Regions from separate parts of the Xenopus laevis genome. Here region 1 is linked to region 2. A link is a contact called in public Hi-C data. All regions are on one chromosome and are shown on one strand. Each heading gives the region's core, a stretch centred on a gene start, on an enhancer-like site or on the middle of the called end of the contact. The rest is flanking DNA. Distances are from core to core; before and after follow the strand shown. Region 1 holds the start of LOC108707495 (putative claudin-24). Region 2 holds the start of shroom2.L (protein Shroom2).

Region 1 (6,940 bases), core at 481-2,980, 160 kb before region 2:
TGGTTTGGGGTAGTGATGCTGCAAAGGTGGGTATTTGGAGCTATGGTGTGGCAATTAGCAATTGACCAATTGTCACATCAATCTTAGGGAATCCTGCCCGGTTTTCCAAATTAGGAAAACTGGGCAGGCAATTTTGACCCGGACAGCCCTCCTGGAAACTGGGCTTTCCAGGTCAAAACCGGACAGGTGACAACCCTGATAATGTTGCAGACCTGGTGTCCAGATAAGGTGTGAATATCCAAGTTTGCAGGTGGTTAAATGCTATTTCTGCAGCAAAACTGACTATATTGCACAGAATGAAAAGGGATGCCCTTTTTGTGAAAAAAAAAATAAATTTAAGAGGAATGAGCCAATGAAATCTTTTTTTTTTTGAGGTCTGTCTTCATATGCCCTTTCTTTTTATAATTGCAGATTCATTCAAATCAGGGACTAACTGTGGACAGGCGGTGAGGAGGCCATACACAGGGGGTGAGGAGGCCATTTAAGCTGACAATTTGGCCCATCCAGACCGAGTATGGTGCCCTCCAATGTGCCTGCCCAAAAGATATATGGCAGAAAATCCTGTTAGGGTTAAGATGGCATTGGCTTGTTAATGTGGACATCAGCTTGTCAGCCTGTATCCCTGTTGTTTTGAACTGATTGTTTGGCCCTAGGTTGAGCACAATATTATCCACCACATGGTGACCATGCAGGGGTACAGTTCAGGGGCGATTCTAGCCCCTTTTCCACCTTAAGTGGCTTGCAGCTGCTGCCATCCCAGAGGGGTCCAGGGAGTCCAGGTTGCTAGCACAGAGAAGCGCTCTTTGAATTTCTGGTTTGAAAACCGTAAATTCATCTCTTAAAGTTACAATAAGCAGCATTTTTGTCTCCTCTAGTAACCAGTGGTAAGATCCGCTCATCTTTTGATCTCACCAAGTAAGCAGTTCTTTTTGAGGCTCTTAGAAACAACCATTCAAGGATTCTCTTCTTTAGAATTTTTTTTTAGATTACAGCTTTTTGAAACCACAATTTGAAACCACAATTAAACTCTATTTCTCTAAAACCACATATGCCATGGAGGGTATAAAAGATCCGAATATAAAAGTATGAATGAAAAAAATGCTGAAAAGTGTGAAAAAATGTGTCCGTTTACAGTCCCTGTGATTACAGTGACATTTCTTTGAATTTAATTATAAACTTTTTTGATCACAATTGTCCCATCTAAAAACAATAATACAATTCTTTAAATTGATTTGTTTCTAGTCTGATTATAAATAATGACCATTTATTAATATCTGCATCTGTATCCACTCTAGTACATGAAAGATTATACTTCTTTCCTTATATAGTACATAAATATTATTTTCATTTTTTCATTTTTCGTTGATTGATTTGTTTCTAGTCTGATTATAAATAATGACCATTTATTAATATCTGCATCTCTATCCACTCCAGTACATGAAAAATTATACTTCATTCCTGATATAGTACATAAATATTATTTTCATTTTTTTACACCAGTAGAAAGCTCGTGTGATTTAGTCCTATTATTTTCTTAGAAGAATTGGCACATTTATTCAACTTACTTTTTGAGAGTTGTGATAGCATCTGACCACAATAGGGCATATGTGACAGAACACTGTAGGCTCAGAAATAGAAAAAGAGACATTGATTTATTCAAGGCAGCCTTCAGATGGGTATGTGAAAGCTTGCCTTTTGCTGGCAGCCAGTCATTCCACACAGAGGCAAAGAAGACAGAGCCGCTCAAATGGATTCAGGGCTTTGCCTTACTGAACTTGCAGCTCTGTTCCTTTCGCTAATTGGTTACATCTGCTGCTTGGTGGCTTTATTCATACCTCGCTGGTTGATTGTCTCGTCAGGTATGCTTGTCAATGAAAGCTATCAACTTGGTTTGTGGCAGACCTGTGCCATTCAAGATGTGGGTTCAAGAGTATGTCAAGATTTCCAAACTATCCTTGACTTGCCTCTTCAGATCCAGTTGGGTCGTGTACTTATGTGTCTTTCGGTATCCTGTGGGGTGCTCGGATTTATGGTCTCCACACCTGCACTGACCTGTCTGAAGTGTCTTGATGACCAAGATAAATATGTTCGAAAAATAGCAATTATGATTGGAGGAGGTCTTTTTTTACTAGCCGGCGCCTCATCCACCTGTTTTGTATCCTACTTTGCTTATGATGCCTTTGTGAAATTTTGGAACTTACCCAAAGACATTCCTCGTTTTGAATATGGAAGTGCTATGTTTTCTGGCTGGACTGGTGGGTTATTCTTAATAGCAGGCGGAAGTGTACTCATTGTTTCCCATTTCTACAGTGGCCAAGGAGAAACTTCACCAGTGGGTTCAAATGCTACAACCATAAACCTTGAATCTGTCTAAAAGTCTATTATTGCTAATATTTATTCCAGAATTACATTTTTATAATCAAACTGCTTTTACTATTCAAATTGTAAAATATTTCTTCTCAATAAAATGCAGATAAATCACAGAAGTGTTACTGTTTTATCCTTAGAAGTAAAAGGAATGTCAAGTCACAAATAATGTCTTTTCTTTTCCACATGTGTGCTGTTTTACAATGAAGGGTAATCTGGGAATAATAGGAGCCTTTGTGTAAGTACTTTACTCACATGCTTTTTGAATTAGCCCCCACCCCTCAGCAAGCCCAAGCTGTAGGCATAGCAATTTCCCATTCAGCCCAAATACATGTAAAAGCCAGAAAATTCCCACACAAGTTGCATATTTGAATTTGTTTATTTTTGATGATCTTGTAAAATCAATATATGCTTTGTTACTACAGACCTGGCCTAGATTGCATTTGCTAGAATGTGTAGTTTATACAGAAAATGTTTCTCGGGTTAGAGAAATTAATTTGTCTAGCTCTGAAAATGATGAGGCAAGAAAATAAATAAATAAAAAAAAGATGACTTGTTTGGACTTGTTTGCAGTGAAATGATTATATTTTTAATAGTCGTACCATTTGAGATTTCATAGAACTCTGTATATCAAATATACCTACACCATATAATCAGCAAATTATATCAGTATGGTGCATTTGTAGTCCAAAAGTTATTATACATACATACATGCATAGCCATACCTTTACATGGTTGAATATAAAGTTATTATACCAGACTTATTTTACCAGTTAGATTATGTCATACTCTACTCATACAGATGTTGGATGCAAACTAGATTGTATTTGAGCTAATTGGCAGCCTATTGTTAGTGTGTGGGGCTAAAACTATGGTGGCATCCCTAATAAAATATTTGATTATCAGATCTTTGCTTTTATTTTTTAACTTGTAGGTGATGGTCTAATTCTCTAATCTAATTGTCTAATTCTGTCTAATTCTCTGATCAAATTGCTGATTGGCTGCTATGGGCACCCTCACCATTGATGTTTTTCTCCAATGTTTTACACAGCATGATAAATACCCCCCCCCATAGTTCCCCTCTCCCAGCACCAATATCAGCAGCCCACTGTTTCTGTCTAAACTCTCAACTGTGGAAGGATCTGGGGTGGACAGGGGGTCCCGTCTCCCACGGGACCTGATGGTGGCGATGAGCTGGTGGCAATTGGTAGGGAATGGCGGGCCCAGTGGTTGCAAATTTTGCCCACCGGGCCCTTGGGCATCTGGTTCAACTACTTTGAAAGCAGCACTCTGTGGCTTTCTTTCCTGTTTATCCTAGGTGTCGCTCCGTAGAATAAAGATGGCCATAGACGGGCTGATAAGAGTCCAAAATCCAACTGAATCTGCACTGTTTGGCTAAACGAAAACATTTTCAATCTTACACTACTGGACTTGGTAGGTCAGTTTGTTTATATGGACAACGCACAGAGACAGTAAAGATGGAGGCAATGCCTAAGGACGTTTGCAAAAAGCCCAGGGGAAAAAACTGGGGCTACCTAACAGTTTGCCTCTAGTGAATTATGGTTCTTTAATCTCTGTTGACTTGTAAACCACCTTTTGTTTGCAAGTATGTGTTTGAGTGCCTTGTCTTCAGTATCTGGAAAACTTCTGAAGTAACTTTCTTTATACAGTTTCTGTAGTAACATGAAATCCCACCAAGTGCAAGGGTTGTAAGCAGGGGTAGAGGTATATTTAAAAAAAATATTTTGGTGAATAAGTACATATTATCCCTGTATGGGTCATATGTACTATATTATTTACATTCCTCCAATAAATGCAGCTGTTGGACTTTCTTCCTTAGTTGGTCTGAATGACTCCAATTCCATTGCATACACTTCTTCCCATTACTTCAGAGGGGGTCCAGCTTAAATACCGTGGTTATTCAGAATTTTGTACCAAAACTTGGACACATTCACATAAATGCTTGAGAGGGTGAACTTGATCTAGACAACTTACCTTTGTTTTATACATTCTTGGTCTTGTCTCTCACATAGGACAATCATGGAGGGAACATACATGACTAGTAGAGCTGGCATATATTCTTCTACTACTTCTACAGCAGGGAAATATTCATTCTGCATATCCATCTTACAATCAATGGCTCCACACATGTGGGTGGGGAGGCATGCAGTGTCTAAAAATTGATGGTTCATGAGGTTGGTGCATTTTAAATACACTTTTATCCTCATGGTTTTCACATGCCCTATTTTTTTTTTTTTTTTAAAGGATTCAAACAACTGTTTACTGCATACTGTATTTTTTGTGACTTTTATGGTGACCACATGGGTTTATTACCCCATAGTATAGTGTTAGATTAGAAGCATTGGACTAAAGAAGCATTCTGTACCTTTCTACATTCTATCCTTGCTTCTTCTTATGTTGACTGTGATATATTAAGGAGTTAAATGCAATAATATACTCAACTGATGCAATTAATTTTATCCCTTTATAATAAATTCTTCAATCACATTATTTACTAGCACATATGGCACAATGATACTGAATATTAAAAAAAACACCCTATGCTTTTATAAATATAGGCACCTTAATTCTCCAAATGGTCAAATTTTCAGGATAATATTATCAATAGAAATAAAGCCCATACATGTCTAGTACAGAAAAATGAAACCACACATCTAGGTTTTTGTTCTTACTTCTATACAGCATTTTTTATGAGAATTTCTTGTTCTTTACAGACATGTTGATATTAGAGGGACAAGTGGGATTACTTTAAAACAGTGGGTAATTTACATGGTAACAAATTAAGTTTTTGCTTTCCTTTATATAACTAATTACTGATTTGTTACTGTAGGTTATTGCTCAAGAGCAAATTTGCCCAGTGTTAATAAGTCTGTTTCCTTTACTTTTTTTTGCCTACGTACATCAAATAATACAATTACAGGCAATAAGTAAAAATATTAAAACAATGCATTGGTTTGTCCCAGAATAATAATAATAATGGTTGACCTGTAGCATTCCAACATAAACTTAACTTATTTAAAGGGGTTGTTCATGTTTAAATGAACTTTTAGTATGATGTAGAGAGTGATATTCTTTTTTATAATTTTTTATTATTTGTAGTTTTTGAGTTATGTCGATTTTTATTCGGCAGCTCTCCTTTTTGCAATTTCCACAATGTGGTGGCTAGGGTCCAAATTACCCTAGCAACCATGCATTGATTTGAATAAGAGACTGGAATATGAATAGGAGAAGGCCTTATTAGAAAGATGAGTAATAAAAAATAACTATAAATGTGTAGCCTCAAAGAGCATTTGTTTTCTTGATGGGGGGGTCAGTGACTATTTGAAAGCTGGAAAGAGTCAGAAGAAGGTGGCAAATAATTCAAAAACTATATATATATATAAATTAAGGCCAGTTGAAAAGTTGCTTAGAATTAGCCAGTATATAACATACTAAAAGTTAACCTAAAGGTGAGCCGCCCCTTTAAGTATAAACAAAATATGTGACCTTTAATAATTTTCTTAAAAGTAACATTATAAACATCATTTTGCAACTGAGCTGTAATAATAATTTACTTGTATTAAATCAATAGGACGAAAACAATAGAAATCAAAAGAAAAATATATATTTACAACTTTTCATCTAATTCAAAAGCGCCATTAGGAATTCCATCACAATTTAGTATGTGATTTGAACTTCTTCTGGATGCAATGCTTCTAGTCCTGGATGTTCCACTAGTGGCGAAACTTAGACCATCACAAAGTATATCACCAGAAGACAATGGAAAGACCCTTGGATCCATATGGTAAGGCAGTTTGTAAGAAAGAAAAAAAGCCCCACTAATGAACAGAAGAATAGCAGACACAATCCCGACAGCAATAGCAGCACCAACTTCCTGCTTCTCTGGGCTGGACGGCATATCATAGGAACTTGGAAAGTATATGCTGAAGTTGTTTACAACCGAATGTAGGTTCCACGCCACTGGAATTATAATGCACACACTAGAGAGCATAGTGAGCACTCCTCCAGCAATAAACCTTCTTGGGATCACAGTTACATTAGGTCTACCTTGATATACATTCTTAAGTCCAAAGACGCAAAATGCTTTTCCTGCTGCCCCCAGTATAATAGCTACTATCATGAGTCCTTGTGCAACAAAAATCTCCCGTGGTACAAAGGAATCCTGAACATTGAATTCCTGGCAGTACATTACCTTTTGGTCAGGAGATACTAGTAGATCACTGAAGAAACATGTTCGCCAGATGCCTATCCAAGCAATGCCAGAAGAAATGATGGTGGTATTAGACACATACCAAACTCTCCATTGTACAAGTCCTGTAGTGATTGAGCCCAAAATCCAGCCAACAGTAGCAAATGCAAACCCAGCAAGTTGAAGATTTGCAGTATGGGCAAGGTAGGGCATGACCTGGAGTTCCTTGGCGGCTGTGCCGAAATTTACCCCGCATCACTTGTTCATAGATATTACCAGCTGACCACTGAAAATGAAAAGATAAATTATAAAAATGATAGCAAAAAACAATGTATTTTGTGCTATAAACTAGCACAGTAATCT
Region 2 (6,018 bases), core at 2,169-4,668:
CATACCACCAGATCTAAGAGTTCTATTGAAATACAAAAAAACCTCCTGTTTCAACACTAAACTGTTTTACACCAAAATTATGTTTCATAGGACCAACACATATAGTCATTAGCTCAGTCACCCTGCTGCATTCTAGTTCTGACATGTCATTCACAAATGTAGCATTCAGTGAATCAAAATGTACTTATTTAAAGAGGTTAAATGCGAACACGTACACTAGTGTTTTCAGAGCAATGATCAGTATACAGGGTCTGACTCTACAGATCCAGAGCCTGTAAAGTGTTGAAAGTAATGTTTAAACTACAACTGAAAGATGTGCCACTGGTTCCCAATGGAAGTCTGTGCTACAATTTGAAGCCAATGTAATTTGTCCAGCAGGAAATATGTTCTTATGTGCAATAAGTGTGTCATTCTACAACCTTAAATTAAATCCATGTAGCTTATTTTGTTCTCCTTACCTTGGTAATTATAAGGGGCTCTCCATGTTCTTTGCCACCTTTCAAAGTAAATCCCCATGGTGCACCTCCAGTAAGAATAACATCCACCAGCCTGTAGCCTTCCATTAGTTTCCTCTCCACCACTGTCTGCCCTTGATCCAACAAACTATGCTGAACCCTTGTATCCTCAGGTAGAAACCTCTCCTGCCCAGCTCTTGGCTCCAGGTTCTCCATGCTGGTAGCTGTGCACTGAAACCAACACTGTGCAGTCCAGGAGCAGTGGATGATAAATGACAGATCCTCCTATGAGCAAATCCCCAGGCGGAGGCAATACATTGCAGGCAGCCTAACACCAATATGCACCCTCTGCTCCAAGAACAAGATCCGACTACCTCAAGAAACGCGATTCTCTTTTCATTATTTCCTGACAGATCAAATGCGCCGGTCTCGCTACTTTATTCCACAGGCTGAGCAAAGGCTAAGTTTCTCTGATGAAACGAACTTTGGGAATGTTTACAAGCAGAGCACCAAGTAAAATGAGCAGCAAATCCAAAATGTCGAGTCGAGTAGAAGAAAAGTCCTCCAGGGAGTTCAGCCAGGGCCTCCTATGGACTCCCACACACTGACCATTGCCCCCAGTGCCCAGGCACTAACGCCATCAGCATAAAACAAAACTCCCCCAGGGCCGTAACGATAAACTACAATAGTTCTGATCTGAAACCCAGGACCTGCTTCATATCCTTGGCCACTTTCAGCAGTTTCCCACAAACCACCTGTTCAGAGGGGGGCAAACTTAAAGAGCAAATGACAAACGTAAGGCAATGGGCCTGTACGAAAGTCCCAGCAGGTGCCCGGTTCCTTATTGTGTCCCCTTCCTGGTAGGAGGCAGGAGCCGACCTCCTGGTTGCAATGCTAGAGGTGACTGAGCTGCTGCTTCCTGCTTCCAACCTGAATGAATAATCAGTTCTGGCTTTTTCCTGCTCTCTGGCCACCCCCCTCACACTAAAGCTTTTCTTTCCTCCAACTGGAGCCTTGTTTTTGTTTCCTCAGCCCGGGATGAACGATTGCGATTTTTTGGGGGTGGGCAAGCACACTATCAGAAAGAAAGAAAGAAAGAAAGAAAAAGAAGAAGCAAATAGAGTTGCTTCCCTGCAGGCTGGCTCCTTCCCTTCCCCCAACTAGTGCTCACCAATCACTCCCTGATTATCCCTTGGAGAGAATGCGCGTGTCATTATAACACTGTCTAATGCTGGGATCTCCAACCTGTTGTCTCCCCCTTCTGCCTGTAAACTACAACTCCCAGCAACCCACACAGACAAAGGAATCTGGAAGATGTAGTTCGATAACAGCTGAAAAGAGCCTCAAGATCCCCCCCACCATGAGAAACATTTATTTAAGCAGTTGTTATACCCAATGTAAAAGGTTTGAAGTAACTTTTTTTTTTAAAAGTTGTATTTATTTGTTTGAACCAACCAACCAACGCATATAGTCATTAGCTCAGTCACCCTGCTGCATTCTAGCTCTGACATGTCATTCACAAATGTAGCATTCAGTGAATCAAAATGTACTAATTTAAAGAGGTTAAATGCGAACACGTACACTCGTGTTTTCAGAGCAATGCTCAGTATACAGGGTCTGACTCTACAGAGCCAGAGCCTGTAAAGTGTTAAAAGTAATGTTTAAACTACAACTGAAAGATGTGCCACTGGTTCCCGATGGAAGTCTGTGCTACAATTTGAAGCCAATGTAATTTGTCCAGCAGGAAATGTGTTCTTGCAATAAGTGTGTCATTCTACAACCCTAAGTTATATCCATGTAGCTTATTTTGTTCTCCTTACCTTGGTAATGATAAGGGGCTCTCCATGTTCTTTGCCACCTTTCAAAGTAAATCCCCATGGAGCACCTCCAGTAAGAATAACATCCACCAGCCTGTAGCCTTCCATTAGTTTCCTCTCCACCACTGTCTGCCCTTGATCCAACAAACCATGCTGAACACTTGTATCCTCAGGTAGAAAACTCTCGTGCCCAGCTCTTGGCTCCAGGTTCTCCATGCTGGTAGCTGTGCACTGAAACCAACACTGTGCAGTCCAGGAGCAATGGGTGATGAATGACAGATCCTCTTATGAGCAAATTCCCAGGCGGAGGCAATACATTGCAGGCAGCCTAACACCAACATGCACCCTCTGCTGCAAGAAAAAGATCCGACTGCCTTAAGAAACGCAATTCTCTTTTCATTATTTCCTGACAGATCAAATTCGCCGGTCTCGCTACTTTATTCCACAGGCTGAGCAAAGGCTAAGTTTCTCTGTTGAAACGAACTTTGGGAATGTTTCCAAGCAGAGCACCTAGAAAAATGAGCAGCAAATCCAAAATGTCGAATCGAGTAGAAGAAAAGTCCTCCAGGGAGTTCAGCCAGGGCCTCCTATGGACTCCCACGCACTGAACATTGCCCCCAGTGCACAGGCACTAACGCCATCAGTATAAGACAAAACTCCCCCAGGGCCGTAACAATAAACTACGATAATTCTGATCTGAAACCCAGGACCTGCTTCATCTCCTTGGCCAATTTCAGCAGTTACCCAAAAACCACCTGTTCAGATTGGGGCAAACTTGAAGAGCAAATGATAATCATAAGGCAATAGGCCCGTCCGCAAGTCCCAGCAGGTGCCCGGTTCCTTATTGTGTCTCTTTCCTGGTAGGAGCCGACCTCCTGGTTGCAATGCTAGAGGTGACTGAGCCGCTGCTTCCAACCTGAATGAATAATCAGTTCTGGCTCTTTCCTGCTCTCTGGTCACCCCCCTCACACTAAAGCTTTTCTTTCCTCCAACTGGAGCCTTGTTTTTGTTTCCTCAGCCCAGGATGAACGATTGCGATTTTTTTTGGGGGGGGGGGAAGCACAATATCAGAAAGAAAGAAAAAGAAGAAGCAAATAGAGTTGCTTCCCTGCAGGCTGGCTCCTTCCCTTCCCCCAACTAGTGCTTACCAATCACTCCCTGATTATCCCTTGGAGAGAATGCTCGTGTCATTATAACATTATAACACTGTCTAATGCCAGGATCTCCAACCTGTTGTCTCCCCCTTCTGCCGGTAAACTACAACTCCCAGCAAGCCATGACAGACAAAGGAATCTGGAAGATGTAGTTCGATAACAGCTGAAAAGAGCCTCAGGTTCCCCCCCCCCCCCCGCCACCATGAGAAACATTTATTTAAGCAGTTGTTATACCCAATGTACAGGGTTTGAAGTAACTTTTTTTTTTAAAAGTTTTCTTTATTTGTTTGAACAACAACATATTTGTTGATGACTATAATAAAGCATTTCTTCTTTATATGTGTTTGAACCATCTTTTTTACATTTTCCCCGACAAGCAGGGGTACATATGAATGAACAAACTTTTTCCCCCTCAACTTATAACAGACACACTACATATAGGGGGGGTTAAGGCCATGGAGGTTGTTCAGTATACTCAAATGTTCCTGTCTTAGGAGTTGTTTATCTGCTGTCCTGTTCTGTAGCTGAGTCCAGTGTCTGCCCATGGGCCCCAGACTTTGTGAAATTTGTTTGGGCAGCCTCGGCTCAAGTAGGTCAGTTTATAGAGTGGTAAAGCCTCATTTATCAAGGATTTCCATCTTTTCAGGGTGGGTGGTTTGGGCAGTTTCCATGACAGAAGAATTGTTTTCCTAGCATAGAAATATAAAGGCCGCAACAGGGAGCAGTTATGCTTGTCGGGCACTATACTTTCCACTAGTCCCAGGAGACATGCTTCTGGTGATCGCATATTGGGCAAGTCCAGAGTTTGTTCTGTGAATGTTGTTACTTTTGCCCAAAATTTATCAATTATTGGAAAGGACCATAAAGTATGCATAAACGTGCCTGGGCTGCCTCCACATTTGAAACATTTGCCATTAGGCCTATGGAATTCAGCCTCACTTGCGTAAGGCAGGTTCTATGTATTGTATGGTACTGTATTAGAGTATCGTTGCTACTAATTACAGTGGATAAATAGGAGTTGGTAAAGTCCTCCCAATCTTCTAGGTTTAACTGTGGCATATCAGATGTCCATTTAGTATAACTTTGGGCAAAGGGATTACCCCTCTGCTTACTGAGTATAGAATAGATCCGGGAGGTTAACCCTTTCTGGACAGGTGCCCTGAGCCCTTCTTCGAGGACTGAGAGGGAGACCCCAGGGGGGGGGGGAGTAGGAAACTAGGTATTTGGCTATTTGCTGCATGTCTGAGTTTGAGGTTTCTGAACCACGTTGTTCTCGGGAGTATATATTCGGTTACTAAAGTTTCATAGGTCTTAAAATTTTTGTTTTCATATAGTTGTCCCAAATATTTGATTTTATACCAGGTAACATGCTTAGGGTAGACGAGGGGCATCCCCTTTGAGTAGTCCCCCATAAGGGAACATAAGCAAGTGATTCAATCGAACCAGGTGCCTCTGCTGACATAGGAAAGACTACATTTTCGGCTTAAGAGGAAAACCACCACGCTACATAGACTAACTGTGTGGTAGTAGTGGTAGAAGTGGTAGAAGCGTGGCATTGATAGCCCACCTCTGCTTTTTGGGGCTGCTAAGGTCTTAAGGATTATGCGCGGTTGCTTATTGGCCCATATAAGGGGGGAGTCAGGGAGTCTAGCCTGGCAAACATACTGGCAGGGAGGGGGGTAGGGGAATTATGGAATAAGTATAGTAGTTTGGGCAGTACTACCATCTTTATAAGATTAATACGACACAATATTGAGTGGAAGGACTGCCCAGTGCATAAAGTTTGTGCTTAATTGTTGTATTGTTGGGTCTATATTCAACTCTCTGAATTTTTGTGGATCTTGTGAATTTTTGTGGATCTCTACTTCCCCAAAAGCCCTGGATTTGTGGGCTTGTTCGGATCGCTATTTCTAGGGGTTCTATGGTCAGCGCAAATAGATAAGGGGAGAGCGGGCACCCGTGTCACGTTCTCTAGTTTGTTAGTGTGAATTCGTGCTATTGGGCTGGTATAGAGTAATTGAACCCATTGTTTAAACTTAGGCCCAATCCCATAAGTGTCCTCACCTTGCACAAATATCTCCATTCTACCGAATCAAATGCCTTATGTCCAGGGAGACCACTGCTCCAGGATAGCCCCCCAACTGGGTTAATCCAAATTGGTGTACAGTCTACTTATGTTAATGTCAATTGCCCCACCTGGCATGAAACCCGATTGAACAGGATGTATCACTGACAGCATTACCTTAGTAAGCCGATTGAATAATACCTTTGCCAGAATCTTAACATCATTGGAAAGAAGCGAGATGGGCCAGTAGTCGATATATTCCTATGGGTCTCCCCCTTTTTAGGTATTAGAACTATTAAGGCTTCTCTTAGAAATATTGGTAAAATTCCTGATTCAAAGGCTGTCTCATACAGCTGGAGCAGCCTAAGAGCCTAGGAGCCAGGGAGTCCATGTTGAGTTTGTACGATTACATTGGGATGCCTACCAGACCTGGGGTTTTCCCAGTGGGGAATAGGGATATGCATCTTTAATTTCAGTTGACAAAGGTTCCTTTAAGGATTTGTGTGTCCTGTAATGACAAACTTTCT

Evidence for each region. A called contact is a pair of places that touch in the nucleus more often than the background predicts.
Region 1: a Hi-C map of the XTC cell line shows a contact between it and region 2, with 3 times the contacts expected there. The contact joins the promoter of LOC108707495 here to the promoter of shroom2.L in region 2. A contact is called at or near these places in 2 of 4 Hi-C or Micro-C datasets (the XL177 cell line and the XTC cell line).

The regions. Positions count from the first base shown.
Region 1 is chr2L:79,738,053-79,744,992 of Xenopus_laevis_v10.1, reverse strand. It overlaps LOC108707495 (putative claudin-24), which reads left to right and starts at 1,730. Exons shown (of 1, transcript XM_018245494.2): 1 at 1,730-3,107. The coding sequence starts at 1,748. The coding sequence ends at 2,374. It overlaps cldn34.L (claudin-34), which reads right to left. Exons shown (of 2, transcript XM_041582086.1): 2 at 5,767-6,863. The coding sequence starts at 6,790. The coding sequence ends at 5,996.
Region 2 is chr2L:79,584,663-79,590,680 of Xenopus_laevis_v10.1, reverse strand. shroom2.L (protein Shroom2) reads right to left here and starts at 3,418. Exons shown (of 10, transcript XM_018246619.2): 1 at 2,276-3,418. The coding sequence starts at 2,488.